2 separate regions of the Oryctolagus cuniculus genome follow, and region 1 is linked to region 2. The links are chromatin contacts, called in public Micro-C maps. All regions are on one chromosome and are shown on one strand. The core of a region is the stretch at or near the end of the contact, and the rest is flanking DNA. Distances in the headings are between cores, read along the strand shown.

Region 1 (4,063 bases), core at 600-3,099, 49 kb after region 2:
AGTTGTTTGGCTGCAAAAAAAAAAAATGATATCCACATGCAGTTTTTTTTTTACAATATGAATTTTACATGAACTTTTTTTTTAAAGATTTATTTATTTATCTGAAAGTCAGAGTTACACACAGAGAGAAGTAGAAGCACAGAGAGAGAGAGAGAGGTCTTCCATCTGCTGGTTCACTCCCCAGTTGACCTCAATGGCCAGAGCTGTGCCAATCCAAAGCCAGGAGCCAGGAGCTTCTTCCGGGTCTCCCACACAGGTGCAGGGGCCCAAGGACTTGGGCCATCTTCCACTGTTTTCCCAGGCCATAGCAGAGAGCTGGATCGGAAGTGGAGCAGCTGGGTCTTGAACCGGTGCCCATATGGGATGCCGGTGCTGCAGGCAGCAGCTTTACCCGCTACACCACAGTGCCGCCCTCCATGAACTTTCTGAAGTCTCCTCAGATACCCAGGAGTGTGGAATCCGGCAGAGATAACATCAATGAATAATATGGCTTTTGTGAGAAGGGGTGCCAACAAGAATGAATGCTGACTTGAGACCAGGGCCCTGCTTCAACTGCCCCTATCGGTGTGTAACACAAAGCCTGCTCAACACCACCTATAGAAAAATAAACCCTGAAGGAGAAACATAGAATCCTAGAATCAGCTGAGGAATGCTTGCTTTAAATTTTTTTTTTATGATACTGAATTTTTAAAGCCAGCTCTCCATCACTGGATGGATTTGGGATTCAAGATAGAAGTCAGTTATAGAAAAAAGTTAATATGATTTTTCCATATCTAGGTTTGTGGCCTCAAAAGTTATGTTTTACAACCAGCACTGTGGTGTAGTAGGCTAAGCCTCCACCTGCAGCACTGCCATCCCTTGTTTGAGTCCCAGCTGCTCCTCTTCAGATCCAGCTCTCTGCTATGGCCTGGGAAAGCAGTGGAAGATGGCCCAAGTGCTTGGGCCCCTGCACCCACGTGGGAGACCTGGAAGAAGCTCCTGGCTCCTGGCTTCAGATCTGCCCAGCTCTGGCTGTTGCAGCCATTTAGTGAGTGAACCAGCAGATGGAAGACCTCTCTCTCTGTTTCTCCCTCTCTGTCTATAACTCTACTCTCAAATAAATAAATAATATAAAAAGGAAAAGTTACGTTCTTAGGTTTGGATTAGAAGAAATATTGGAAAGAAAAAAAATCCATTCTCAAAATGTCCTAGTTAAAACTTAAGGACAGGATGTAATGCCACTATTTAACAATAACACAAATAGTGTCATATTTCCATAAATGTAAAGTTTTCCTGCTTTTGAAAGAACAGTGTATATTTTAGATGCAAAGTCTCATATTCAAGTCTGACAGTTAAACTTTTCAGAAAATTATCTTACAAGCTCATAGTTTTTAATTTGGTTTCTCAATGTTCAGATGGTAATGTGAACAGAAATGGTGACTCAATTACTTTCAAATGAAGTACCCTGATGAACAGATTCATTTTCTCCTGACAGGGGATTATTATTGCCTTAAATTTAATCTCAGTTCTGCGCATGCTGCAGGAATTCTCACAACTAAACTATTTTAAATTGTCTTAACTTACGATTCATCCACCATGAAAAATGAAGGTATTGACCCCACAGTAAAGTGGACTGACATAGTGCAGATTGTAGATGACTGTACAGTTGGTTTTGTAAAGATATTTTCTTAAAACATTTCTCTTAGGTGGTTGGAAAGCGTGCTCCTTGATGCATTTCAGGGGCCGGGTTGTGAGACTGAGCTGAGCAGACAGGGTGTGTCCAGATCAGTTCTTTCAACAGATACAGAGTAGGGTAGGTAAGGGGTCAAGGCCAGAGGCTCTGCCAAAACAAAGTGCAAGTCAGCCTTCAACCCTGGAAGTCTTCCGAGGAAGGAAGGGCCAAGCAGTTCTCTAAGTACAGGACCTTAGTGGCCTCTGGCCCCAGGGGAGAGGCTGTTTGCTCTCTGCTCTAGTCCAAAACAACCCATGGGCCAAACAGACTTCAGGATCTAGACTGTGGCGAAATAGATCAGAAGTTTGTAAGTAAACACGCACATCGGAGGCCAAGACAGAGAAACTGAACTGGCCTTAGCCTCACACCCATGAAGCATATACACCCTACAGGAGCAGGCATTCAGTGCACAAGCTGAGGCACCACTTGGGACACCTGCATCACAGTGCCTGGGTTCGAGTCCTGACTCCACTTCCAGCTCCAGCTTCCTGCTAATGCACACTCTGGCTCAAGTGGTTGGTACCTTAACAACCATGTGGGAAACTTGATAGAGTTCCTGGCTCTTGGCTTTGGCCTGGCTCAGCCCCAGCTGTTGCAGGCAAAAGGGGAGTCAAACAGAGGGTGGGGAGATCTTTCTCTCTTTCTGTCTCACTCTCCACTTTGCAAATAAATATTTTTTAAATTTATTTAATTTCTTTGAAAAGCATGTGACAGAGAGAGGGAGAGACAGAAAGAGAAAGCAATCTTCCATCTACTGGTTCACTCCCCAAACAGCTGGAAGCCAGGAGCCAGGACTCTGTCCAGGTCTCCTATGTGGGTGACAGAGGTCCAAGCACTTCGGCCATCTTCCACTGCCTTCCCAGGCACATTAGCAGGAAGCTGGATCAGAAGTGGAATAGCCAAGACGTGAACTGTCACTCATATGGTATGTGGCATGGCAGGCAGCTTAAACCACTGTGTCATAATGCCTGCCACCTGCCGCCAAATCATTTTTTATTAAAAGAATATGTACAGTACATGGTTTGGAAAAGCACTCCCGAAGTCAGCATCAGTGCCTTGTCTATGTATCTCTAATCAGAAGTGAGTGCACACACATGTCAGAAACTGGGAGGTGTGAAGGTGCTTCCTAGCTAACAGCCACAGCTACAAGCAGCATGGTTCAGTGAACACATCTTCCCCCAACAAGCCTCTGGGTAATACGGGTTGTATTCATTCACAGTATACACAAGGTACAAACCGAGCAGAGCACAACTCCTTCCCCACACTGGCCAGTAGAGGGTGTGAACTTGGAACTCACCGTGACCTGTGGCTTTAGAAAGACCATCCTCCCCATGTACTACTTTAAACCTTGGTTGGTGAGCTGAGCACCTAAGGTACGAGGATATGGTTCTACATTTCTGAAATCAACCTACTTGAATGCACCTGGATACACCTAAGCGTTCTAAGAAATAAAGCAAGACAGTGCAGGCTCTTAATAATGGTAGCAATTGCAATTGTATAGGAGAGTGCAATGTACATTCGCGGGGTGGATAAAAGCTGGGTTTGAGAGACACCACCTCAGTGGAAGCAATCTGGGATCATAGCAGTTTATAACTCAGTTCTGAGTCTGATACTTTGGCTCAACCCTTGCACTCCGATCACTGAAGGCCAATGTTGTCAATGAGCCCTGAGAACCCTTGTTTTTTATTTGAACCTCTGCTGTTCAGGTGTCAAATACAGGCATCTCACAATAACACCACTGATGTGTTCCTGGAGAATCACACATTTTGCAAAAATTGCACACTAAAAATAACAAGGCCTACGGAGATAATATTATTCAGGGCAGAATGTTCAAAACTCAATGCTTCTTTGAAATCAGCACTGTTACACCACTAATTAGGATCCTGGTGAGAAATTGTACTCGCGTGTTTAAACTTCATGGACATTTGCTATAGAATTTCAGTCATTCCAACTAGTTATTCCTTTTGCCATGGAGTCCAGCTTCCTTCCTCCAGCAATGAACGTCCTTGGAGACAGTTTTATGGAAATCAGCTCAATCAAAATTTAAAACACAATGCCCGGGTACTCTCATTTATCATTAATTTTTCTTTTGATGTGAAGGAAATACCTCCAGGCTTGTTTATCACCAGTTGGAACCCCCAGAGAGCTTAACATAACAAAAACTCCAGCAGTTCTTGAAGCCACTAAACAAGTCACATTTCTGCAGGATACAGAGCATTTATCTGGAAGTTTTAATCTGCTGTAAGTAGGTTGTTCTGTTTGTGAGGCAGTGTGGCTGCATGAATCTACACAACTTCTACTGCTCCACTAACCTCTTGTCCCATTTACCCACCACACAGGAGTTGATGAGTG
Region 2 (4,073 bases), core at 43-2,542:
TGGACCCATCATTTGTATCAGGGCAAACCCAAGTCGGGGGTGAGAGAGGTCAGCATCAGGCCTGGGGGCCAGGTGTCTAGAATGAGCATCTTCTCTGAGCTGGGGGGGGACTTCGGGAGGAACAGATTGAATTGTATTGCCGGGATGGAAGGGGAATCTTGTTCATCGTTTGGTTTAGTTTGTGATGTCTGAGACGTCCAAGGGGATCAAGCAGACAGGCAGTTAAAGGCACAGGTCTAGAGCGTGGAGCTAAAGGCTTTCAACAATGTCCCTGAACCTGACTGTACTGCCTCAAACAGTTTTTGAAAGGATCTCCCTTTGGCATCGGACCAGCCACAAGCAGAGCGTCTTTCACTTTCAGTGATCCCGATGGAAGGGCAGCAGGCTGTTGGCTAAGTTCACCTCTCCGCCAGGAAGAGTCTAAGGTGCCTTTGCAACGACTCTGTGTAGGCTGCTTTCGATTCTGCCTCACCAAGGAGGCCGCTGGCAACCGGGCCTTAACTGGAATACGTGGTGCATGGCCAAATCCTCAGGGAAGGGACTCTAACCAATCCTGTAAAGTCTGCCTAGTGCTCCCCCCACCCCACCCCACCGCCAGACTGTTGACCACAGCCTAAGTTCAGAGTAAATTCGGGCATTCTCTAGAAAACAGCCGTTTCTGAACTGGCCCGCACCATAAACGTCCATTGGCCGAGAGCACTGGGGAAGCACCTGCTTCCCCTTCCTCTCACGGATTAACTCCGAGGCCCACCTGGCTTGGGAGGCACCCGCAGGGACATTTAATTTGCTTAAGATAATTAAATAATAAAACCCGGGTAGCTCCCGAGCGAAGCGGGAGCGAGAAATACGGGTGAGTACGGGTTAAGGCGGCTGGGCAGCGACCCGGGGGACACCTGCGGCCCGCCCCTCCCCAGGGCTCAGCCAGGGGCCACCCTCCTTTCTCAGCCGCCCTCGCGCGGGGTCCCCAGCCCCCGGCCCACGAGGGGCCGGCTGCACCCGGCCGGGGCGCGCACGGAGCCAGCGCAGAGCAGCAGCCGGCCGGCGCCCGCCGCCTCCTCCCGCCGGGCTGGTGCCCGCGGCGCCCGCGGCCCTCCCGGGAGCCCTCAGGGAAGGGGCCCGCCCCGCAGCCCCCTGCCCGCACCCGGGCCCCGCGCCCCTGCTCACCCTCGCGCCGCCGCCGCCGCCGCCGCCCGCCTGGAGCCTCCGCGACCGAAAGTGAAAGCGGGGCCGGCGGCGGGCGGGCGGGCGTGGAGGAGCGCGCGGCCCGAGCCCCAGCTGCAGGCCCCGAATAGCCCCGGCCGAAAGGGGCGCTGGTGGGGAACCCCGGGAGCGGGGCCTAGTGCGAGGCCGCCGTCCCCAAGGCGGGGGTCGGGAAGTGGGGGCTGCAGGCCCGGGATGGCAAGGCAAGGATCGGGCGGGCAGCAGCGCCCCTCTCAAGGCTGGCCCTTCCCTCGCAGTGTCTCTGGGAGCTGGGTTTGGCTTTGCGTGGCTGGCCGCGGGATGCAGGACCACGCGGCCGCTTCGGAGGGGGTCCGATGCCCGGCTGGAGCTCGCGGGTCCGCCAGGCCGGCACGAGCACGACGCCCATTGGACGCAGGGGGTGTCCGTCATCCTCTCTCTGCGAATGGATGCAGAGCTCTGAGGGCCCGCCCCAGAAACTTGTCCCCGGGGACTCTCGCGCCTGTTGCCGGAAGCCGAGCCGCGGGTGCGCGCCGAGAGGCTGGGCGGGCCGTGCAGGAGCGAAGGGCCGGGACATCCCCAACCGCTCACCGCCAGGGGGCGCCGTGAGCCCCGCTAGGCTCGGAGGCTTGTCTTAACCGTGCCCCCAGCGTTTTCAGACGCCTTAGGTTGTGCGCGGCCGTGGCCCCTGGGGGCAGCCCGGGCTGTCTCCTGCCTCCGTCGGAGGGCTGGGTGAGGACGCCTGGGAACGGTGTCGCCCAGCCATCGCAGGCCTCCTTTCGCATACAACATTGAGTTCTGCGTCTTCTCTGCGGTCTCGGGCCGTTTTCTAACACAAACATGGGCGCCGTGTCCCAGACTCATCTGGGGCGGCATCCAGGGGAGGTTTTCTGTTTGTTTTTTATTAACACGCAGCAAGCTTGGGGTTCGTCCCGGGAGCCGGTGGTTTCTGCGGGTTCGGAGGAGGGAGGCGGGCGGGGGCCGTGGCTTCCCGTCCATCAGACCCATTCACGTCCTCGCTTTCCTTCTGCGAGGTCTGTCCTGGTTTCCCGTTCGGTTTCCAGTCAGCTTTCTTTTACAATAGCTCTGAGAGGCGGGAGGGCAGGGCGGACGAGCCAGAGCAGCCCTGGGGGCTGACAGAGAAGAAGGCGGGAAGACCATCTTACCACTGTCCTTTTTGATAGAAAATCTTACCCAGAATCAAGACGTAGAAAACTCACCAAAGCAGAGCTGTTCCGATTAACAGGGCAGCTGCTTCCATTCAGGTTCTGCCCACTGCCCCCTCCCCCAACACACACACACACACACACACACACACACACACACACACGTTGAGGGCCCTGAGATATCTCCCTAGCTCCCAGGGCCCCAGAACTCAATTCTTTTAATGCTAATTTTAGAAAGAATATCTTCATATTCTCGATAAAGAGGATGACACTTTTCCCCCTAGGTGCCCGATTGCAAGCTGTCCTGCTGAACAAAATCTGTGTCATTTTATTTATAATCAGAAACAGAAAAGCACAGATATCAAATTAAGAGCCGGAGACACTTGTTTTGAGCTCTTGACAGCTAACAAAGTCCTGTGAAGTGTTGCAGTTTGCAAGCATTCTCATATTGGTGTAGGCAGGCAGATAGCGTAAAATCCATTAGGTTTGTGATCTGGAAGACCACGCCCTCACCACGCCTCTGTGTGATCTCAAGCCCCTACCTGATCCCACCTGGATGCTCACCTGCCAATCAGGCTACGTAACCACGCCCCTTTGGGAGTGGATAAAAGGCCTGGAACATGGTGCCCCCCCCCCCTTTATTGCCCTTGCTACCTGCACCTTAGATGCATGAGGCCTTTGGGCTGCCCACTCTCTGGCTACCTGCCTGCACGCTTGCTCCATGTGGCTTGCTTCTGGCCTGCTTTCTGCTTGGGATGGACTCAACTTAGCTTCTAGACTTCTCTCTCCCCTAAATAAAGCTCAGTGTCACTCTCCCGTGCATTTCTCTCACTGAATAAGCATCTTTAAAACTTAGCACGTTGTCGGGTCTATTTGAGCCAGTATTCAGAATACATGGCAAGAGCCCACAAGCTTATTACTATTGGAAATTACTAATAAGCAGGTTGGTATCAATATGCTTTCTCTCACTGGGTCTTCACAGTGCACTTGTGCAGGTGGCTTAAAGCTCCATTTTTCTAGAATGAGGAACCTGAGGACTTGAGATGCTAAGTGACCCACCAAGGGCCACCTCGCAGAAAGAGCCTGCTTGGAGTGAAGCCAATTCAAGGGAAAGCAGAGCTGATGGAGAGCCTCAGATCCCACTGTCTGAGGAAGCTCTACCCTTGGCCAAAGACGTCTTCGTTTGGTTCAGCTTCATAAGGAGTCCCAAATCACCATGTAATGGAAGGGAGCCCTGGAGCCCAACTTCTGGGCTAAGTTCAGTAAGTTCTTGTTGAGAACTGTTGTCACACTTCTGCTATAGGGCACCCCTAAAGTGGATGAACTGCTACAGAACCGCTAAAACTGGCACTTGCCTGATGCACACCAAGCCAGTTACTGCCACCAGCATGGAGAAGGAGGTATTCGTTGTATACAGTAAGGAGTCAGGAAAACCGTTGCTTAATTCCAGGGCACCCAGAGGGGTTAGGAGTAAAGGTTCTTATAGGTTGAAGCTGAGCTGACAGGTGCATCTTCAGTCCTGGTCGTTGGCCAAACAGTCCTTTGAATGGTCAGTGGTATCATGTCTTTTAGAGAATTTTGATGATGGCAAAGTGGGTTCCCATTCAGTCTGGGGGCTGCATGTAGGGGTGGTTACCTTTTGCTCAGGGCCTGGGGTTCCTGGAAAAGAAACCCCTCAAGAAAAGACTGAACATCGAAATGCTATCTATAGGAGAAATAATCTCATGG

What was found. Hi-C and Micro-C count contacts between places; a contact is called where the count stands out from the background.
Region 1: a contact with region 2 is called in a Micro-C map of ear pinna, with 1.8 times the contacts expected there. The contact joins the enhancer-like site here to the promoter of ERAP1 in region 2. A contact is called at or near these places in 3 of 6 Hi-C or Micro-C datasets (ear pinna, psoas muscle and an unstated tissue).

What each region holds. Positions count from the first base shown.
Region 1 is chr14:19,529,257-19,533,319 of mOryCun1.1, forward strand. The region is part of intron 3 of LOC138845143 (a long non-coding RNA gene); the gene reads right to left. Among named protein-coding and RNA genes, the nearest start is that of ERAP1, 49 kb to the left of the region's middle. Within about 2 kb of position 1,850, at least 3 of the 8 cell types and tissues checked have an H3K27ac peak or open chromatin away from gene starts, as enhancers often do. A contact at or near this core is called in ear pinna, where this site is marked.
Region 2 is chr14:19,480,750-19,484,822 of mOryCun1.1, forward strand. ERAP1 (endoplasmic reticulum aminopeptidase 1) reads right to left here and starts at 1,293. Exons shown (of 19, transcript XM_002713943.5): 1 at 1,165-1,293.